Regions from separate parts of the Zea mays genome. Here region 2 is linked to region 1. A link is a contact called in public Hi-C data. All regions are on one chromosome and are shown on one strand. The core of a region is the stretch at or near the end of the contact, and the rest is flanking DNA. Distances in the headings are between cores, read along the strand shown.

Region 1 (3,466 bases), core at 5-2,504:
GGACTAGGTGAAAGCCTAATTCCCTTTCACTCTCCCTCTCCTACGACCCCGCCACCCCTCCCCCGTGTCACCGACGTCCTTTCCCCCTCACTCGCGCCTCCGCCGTCCACCTCTCTTCCCCTACGTGGGATCGTAGCATTAGCACGGACTATATATATATATATATAGAGAGAGAGAGAGAATATCATAATATAGACTTTGACGTATAAATGCTGAGATATAGAGAACGGTTTTGAGAGAAATGAGGTATTGATGAGGAAATCATTTAGAGTAGGGAGTGCGTGTAGCTTTAGACTGGATACAATGTGAGACGATATCGATTGTTGATCTTTGGTTGGTATTGACCACGTTGGTTCCAACACCTGTCAGTGGCTCTACTGACCAGCCAGTCCGATAATGACTGATTTTAGTGACGTAGTGTGTTGATTGGTCACGCGTGTGCCATATCAGCTAGTTGTTTTTTAACTATTCAAGTCTATTTTTTTAAAAATCCTAAAATAATATATATATATATATATTAGGTTTTATTTATAAACTATTTTAATTTTTTATATTTAAGCTATGCAATTTTATTTAAAAGTATGTTTTATTATTATATTTGAGTTATGCAATTTTTAATTATTGTTAGCAATTATGTAATTTTATTAAAATACAAATACATCTGATTACATAATTAAACGAATAAAATTACTCATTTAATTATTTAATCAGATGTATTTGTGTTTCATATTAACTAAAAGTCTATAAGTAATGTAATGATTTGAGGTGATAATAGATTGGTAATAAAGACTATATTATGGAGTGTTGTGATAGTTAAGGACTGAGATCGGTTATGTGGCCGTAGTGGTGTTGGAATCAGCCTTATATCAATCAAATCACGTGCAACGCCGGAAGGCCCAAGCGTGGTAAAGTTGGCTCAGCCGGAAGGCCCAATTGATGAAGACGGATAAGCTCGGCTCAGGTTAGGCCCCGGCATCGCCGTCGACTAGGCTGGCCCTCCGCCGTCTGCCATGACGAGATCCGCGTCCCCGAGCGTGGACGCTCCACGCCTCCGCCTCCCGGACGCCGGCGAGGTGCGTCCGGCGTCCCTGCTGCACACAACCTGACAACCTACTTCTCTCTTCTATCTACCACAAGATCCTTCCGCCGCCTCCCCCTCCTGACAGAGCAGAGGCAGAGCTGAGGCCCGGCCTGGCCGGGCTTCGGCGGCCCAGCCCAAATAACCCGACGGGTCCGCATCCTGAGCTCCGCCTCCACACACCTTGGCACCTCGCCCTCGCCTCCAGCTCCGCACGTCCCGTCGCCCGCTTCCACCTCCACGCGACGCGACGGCTCGCCTTCACCTCCTCGCCGCCAGACGCGCCCGCCGCCACCCAGCGAGCCGGCAGCCGCCCGCTATCCCAGGCTTCGTTTTCTTGTTGGCTCCGCCACTGTGACAGATGGCTGCGGGGGGCGGGCGGTGCTTGCTCGCCTTGGCGCTCGCCGCCGCTTGGATCTCCGGCGCGGTGGTCGCCGCCTCATCGTCGGGTGAGCAGGTACGTAAGGGGTGGATGGGCGCTCCTGGTTCACGCCAATTTTACTCGTGCGCAGTTTTTGTGCGGAAATTATGATCTTTCGTTGATTCGGATTTGCTAGAGCCGGGGCCGTGATGCGCGTTCATGTATAGTGTCTGGAAAGGGCTACGGAAAGCGTTCGTTTTTAGCTCATGCTGAATTTTACCGTACCTGTAAGCTGTAAGTGTCGATCTATCCCAAGTTCGACTTAAATGTATGTGTAATTGTTTGAGTTGGGTGGCCAGGGTAATTAGCTGTATCTCGTTTTGGGAGGCACCCTGCTTCTGATAATATTTCCGTTCAGATATGGTTGATGTTTATGCGGGTAAGTTTTAATTATGGCATTGCGCAGGAAGGCGGAAGCCGCACACCCGTCAAATGCATGCCCTGCTCTAGAACGTACATTGGTGGTGCACATCTGGACACCTTGACGGGCCAGCTTGCTCAGCGTCGTGACATAGTGGAAATGTCTGATTCTGGTGAATTGTGCAAAGGACTTGCTGATGATGTCGAAGTTCCTATGCTTTCAAAACTACGCCGGCAACTGGTTGGTAAAGGTTCTCACCGCCGTTTAGTCTATTCTGTGGATTTTGGTGCCCATGAAGGTGCTATGGTTAATTTCCTTGATCACTACGATGCCCATCTGGTGATATTTGAAAAACTTCCTGATGGAGTGTTTGCCGACCCATTTGAGCTACAGCATTTTGTTGAGCGCAAAGGTGAAATCTGAATCTGAGATAGACTGTAGAACTGCATTGTTATCTGTATTATGCTAATCTTTTTGGTTGAAAAAATCTTGCAGTTTTCGTTGATGTTGCTGTTTTTGGAGACGCCAACCTTGAACTGCCCACAGCTCTATCCAATGGGTCATCTGTTGAGATCCATTTTGATCTCAGGCGAATCATTTCAATCAACTGTAACCTTGTAATAGAGATGCCTCTCCATGCTAGATACCCGGTAAGTTTCTGTAGAATACCTGTGCAAAAAAAAGGTTCATTGAATTGTTTAGTTCCTGCTATCTACAATTGAACTTGAACATTACTTGTTTTTGCCTTGTAGCCTACTAGCTTAGGATACACTTCTATACTGAAATTCAGTCTGCAAATAGAACATTCAGATTTCCCTACAAATTGATTTGCATGAATCTTTAAAATGTTCAACAACTTGGTGGTGATTAGTGGTACATCATTTCCAGGATGGACATCAAACAATGCATGCCGGAACATAGTACCTCTTATATTGGGCCAGGCTATGCATAATAATAATAGATATATGTTTGCCTCTCCCTTTGGCATGTTTTGTACCGAACATGGGCCTAATATATAGATAAGCTATCCAACGACTTCAGTGATTTTTGTTTGATTTTGCTTTTAATGCATAATACTATCTTTCCGGTTTCTGTGGATTTATGCGACTGTGATGGGCCACCCCCTGTGCATGGTGCGTGTCTTTAAAAGTTTCCAAGAAATTTAGAAGGAAAAAAAATCCTGGCATTGTTTTAGAATACTTATGGATTACTGTAAAAATACTTCAGTTGCAGAATCAACTGGGAGACAGGGAAATGAGAGTTTATGATTTTATGAGTAACAAACTGAAAATGACTATTATTGTATAAGTTGTTCTTTGTAGGTCCTACACTCCTACTTATCTAAAATTCTAAATTAGGTTTGAGCTTAAAACGTTTGCTGCATCGTATATCCTTATATTTTGCTCTACTGTGTGTATATATCTTAATTTGTATCTTGGGAAGTGTTGAAGTTGGGATACAGAGAACATACAACTGGGTTATGTGATTAGGCAACTCAAGGCTGTGAAGAGAAAGTCATATTATTGCATATGATTTCCTCTTGCTAGGGAATCATGGGTGGTTGAATACTTATATATGTGATGTTGATGCTCAATGTTTAGGAGAG
Region 2 (3,434 bases), core at 852-3,351, 300 kb after region 1:
AAGAAACTCTTAAAAACTACTATTTCATCTTTTCCTGGCTTCGGAGTAGTTTCCTCTCCACCAAAGTGAACCAGCTCTTTCTTTTCTTCATTGAAATAGCCCAATTTTAACATCTTAGGTAGGTCACCTTCGGAGACTGTGGATTTTCCAAAATTCAGATGGTTGGGTTTGCTCGGCACCGCGTTGCTATAATCATCCTCAGAATCAGTCTCCTCAACATCAACTTGCTCTGCTCCAGCGGCAGGGACGTCCTCCGAGGTTACTAGCCCAGACCACTTCATGGCTTCGGAGATCGAAACAGTCTCAACAGCTTCGGTCTCATCTCCCTCACGATCAACCCTAGCAGTGGAGCGAACTCTGGCCATTTGATTATGACTTTCTTGAAATTTTTCGTTGATGACTTTTCTGATTTTCCCGAAGCTCTTCCTTTTGTGATGAAGCAGAATCAAAAGCGGGGTTTCGTATGAGCACGATGATTAAGCTTCGGCTATGACTAAAATTTTGGCAGCAAAACAATGCAATAGCAATGAATGTTGTGTTAACCTCACACCTACCCGTCTGTTTATATAGTGCCGCAGGTGGGAAGGTGAATCGTCAAGGTCTCCCGCACCGAACAAACAGTCACCCGCACTCGCTGAACAGTGGGCCACAGGGTCCGAGAGGGTGAATCGACAGGGCGCGCGTAACTGCTGCAAGATGGAGCCACCTCGAGTGCAGATTATTTTAATCGTTTCTCGCCAACGAGCTCAGGGAAGGTGTTTTTCGGATCTTCGGCATCCCGAAGCCTAGAAGACTTTTTCACGGATCAAGCTCGTTACGAAAAACGATCTAGCACCGCGAATGGCTACTGTTGGGGGTATGCTTCGTAGCCGAAGATCCAAAAGAAAGAGAACACCTTCGGCAGACCCTCTCAGGAGCAAGCGCCGAAGCTATTACTTAGAGAGCTTCGGCACAATGATAGATCTCAAGACGAAGGGCCGAACCGACTTAAAGATGGATTGACTTAAAGACCCATGATGTTTTGTGTCATTATTGTAGTCAATTGTAAAGGACTTAAATGTAATTTTATGTAGGTTGCACCCTGTGCCTATAAATAGGTGAACAGTACCCCGACACTGTTCACGTTATCCTGTAATCGCTAACGCATTACACTAGAATCACTTTCTGTCAGAGACAAAGGTATAAATGTACCTAAATATTATGTTTCGACATTTAAATTTATATTATGAAATATATAAATAATGTAGTTTGTATTTCCTATAATCTCTAGTATTTTATATTTTATTTCACGTTAATGCATGTTTAATCACGAAGGTATAACCTTCGTGGTATCTTGTCCGTGGCCTTCGTTCGAAGTTCATTAAATCCATGGGGATATAATGCTTCAGCGAACGAAGGACATTATTATTTAACATTTTCTGTGTTGCCTTGTTCTTAATTCGAAGCATTTGAGAACAAGTCCCCAACACTATCTGTTGCCCTTTTCCCCTTCCTCTGACTGCGTATAAGAATAGAGGAAGACGACGCTCTTTCGGTCAGACGCACATCTCTCAGACGCTGTAAACAACACATCTCCGTCTCACCTTCTGCGAGCACAGAGAGAGTGGGAGAGCATGCCTTCGAGATTACCGTTCGCAGAGGTACACTTGCACGGGTTTGTCCTCAGCAGGATACTTTCTGTTTTCAATTCTTGTGCATATTTTATTTCTATTTATTACTTATATGAGTAGTGATACACACATGCACATAGATATTATTACATATATCACGCTATTTTTTCTAGATTAAATTAAAACCAATAATAACTAATTTTCTAACAATTTAGATTTTGTTGGAGACACGAGAAACATACAAATAAATCGTTTGTTCACTGCCTCTTTACTGGAGGCACGATGGGTACAGAGATTTAAATTTATATATTATAAGATGATGTGGCTATCGGCTATTCTTCGTTAAACGCGATGCATATATTCCTCTTTCTGTTTTTTCTTTGTTACTAACTAGTGGTCGAAAAATATTTGAGAACAGGTAGTATTATATATTAAAAAAACCAAATGCGGGTACTGCCAAATAGATAGAGACAACGCCTGTTGGCTGATGTTGGCATGCTGCTCCCTTATACCCCTCCTATAAATAAACCTCAACAGCTCCCACGAGAGGACGAGGTAGGCTTTTAGGCGGCTACGATCCGATTTGTACGCCTCAACTAGACCTCACTCGTACGCCGCCGCCCCCTCCACCGCCGTCGTGCGAGAGGGAGGAGGGAGCTCTGGACCTCCGTGGGGCGTGGAGGAGTGGGACGACGCACGCGGAGGCAGCCCCGGTCGGTTGCTGCTGTATCCGTCCAGGATCGGGGGAATTCCAGGAGGCAGGTGAGCATTGCGCCGCGGTTCTTCTTCGTCTCCCTAGCGACGACAACACTACCGTTTTGCGCCTGGATTCGAGTGGATTGGGTTGGACCGGGTTAGTCATTACTCATCAGTCGAGTCCGGTTCTAGACTGAGGTTGTTCGTTCGTTCGTTCCGTGGACGGGCTCCGCGCGGCCGAGCAGGTCGGGTCTCAGGCGAGCGCAGCATCGGCGAACCCCAATTCCTCGAACAGAAACTAGGCGTGCGCCTCATTTGCGAGATGAGAGCCGCTGCGCCGGCCGCCAGGAGCCCATCGTGCGTCCGTGCTGGGAGCCCGGTGCCCCAGCCCTTCCACCTTCCACGGCTCCACGCCTTCGTTTGCAGCGCGCAGCGCGCCCGGCCACCGCCCTCCGCCGGCGCTTCCCGGGCACGGGCACCAACCACGCCCACGCCTCCGCGGCCGAGCGGCACCGCCCAGGCCCCAGGCACCCACACCGGCACTGCTCAGGCCAGGCCTTGGCTCCGTCTCTACGGCCAGCTTGTATCTGTTAGTCAGCTCTCTCACCTACAGCTTCCGTAGCCTCCTAGGCTTGTAGCTACCATGTAAACTCTGTAACTCTTGTAGGTTGTAATTTGTGAAAAATCTATTAATCTGGTTAAGTACCATTACCATGGATTAGTCCCTACGTTCTTTTTTTTAATAAGGTCAGGTAACAAAAAAAAAAGAAACAAGGTATGCACGAACCTATATTATAATAATGTGACAGAACTGGTATGCCGATGTTATATCTCACAGAATCTATGAAATTTTGAGATTTTTCCACAAACAAATGTCTAATCACAAGAACTGAATATATTGAATTCCTGATTGAATGATAGTTGAAGTATTAATGAATTTATGATTGAAATTATTAGCATGTAGTTGATTTGAGACTTCAAGTGAACTTTAGAAGTTTATAACGGTGCCCAGGAGGCTTCAATTGCGGGCTGGCTCCGCCACTGATTGTTTCGGTTGGAACTTGGAATCTGCGTTTTATTTCCTTTGCGTAAGAAAATAATCCAGCGGTTTGGTTTTGGTCCTGCGGA

What was found. A called contact is a pair of places that touch in the nucleus more often than the background predicts.
Region 2: a contact with region 1 is called in a Hi-C map of tassel, with 4 times the contacts expected there. The contact joins the promoter of LOC103640538 here to the promoter of LOC100275459 in region 1. A contact is called at or near these places in 3 of 25 Hi-C or Micro-C datasets (ear, leaf and tassel).

Annotation. Positions count from the first base shown.
Region 1 is chr1:170,952,128-170,955,593 of Zm-B73-REFERENCE-NAM-5.0, forward strand. LOC100275459 reads left to right here and starts at 1,255. Exons shown (of 4, transcript NM_001149526.1): 1 at 1,255-1,535; 2 at 1,906-2,272; 3 at 2,356-2,510. The coding sequence starts at 1,440.
Region 2 is chr1:171,246,915-171,250,348 of Zm-B73-REFERENCE-NAM-5.0, forward strand. LOC103640538 (TNF receptor-associated factor homolog 1a) reads left to right here and starts at 2,102. Exons shown (of 10, transcript XM_008663508.3): 1 at 2,102-2,372.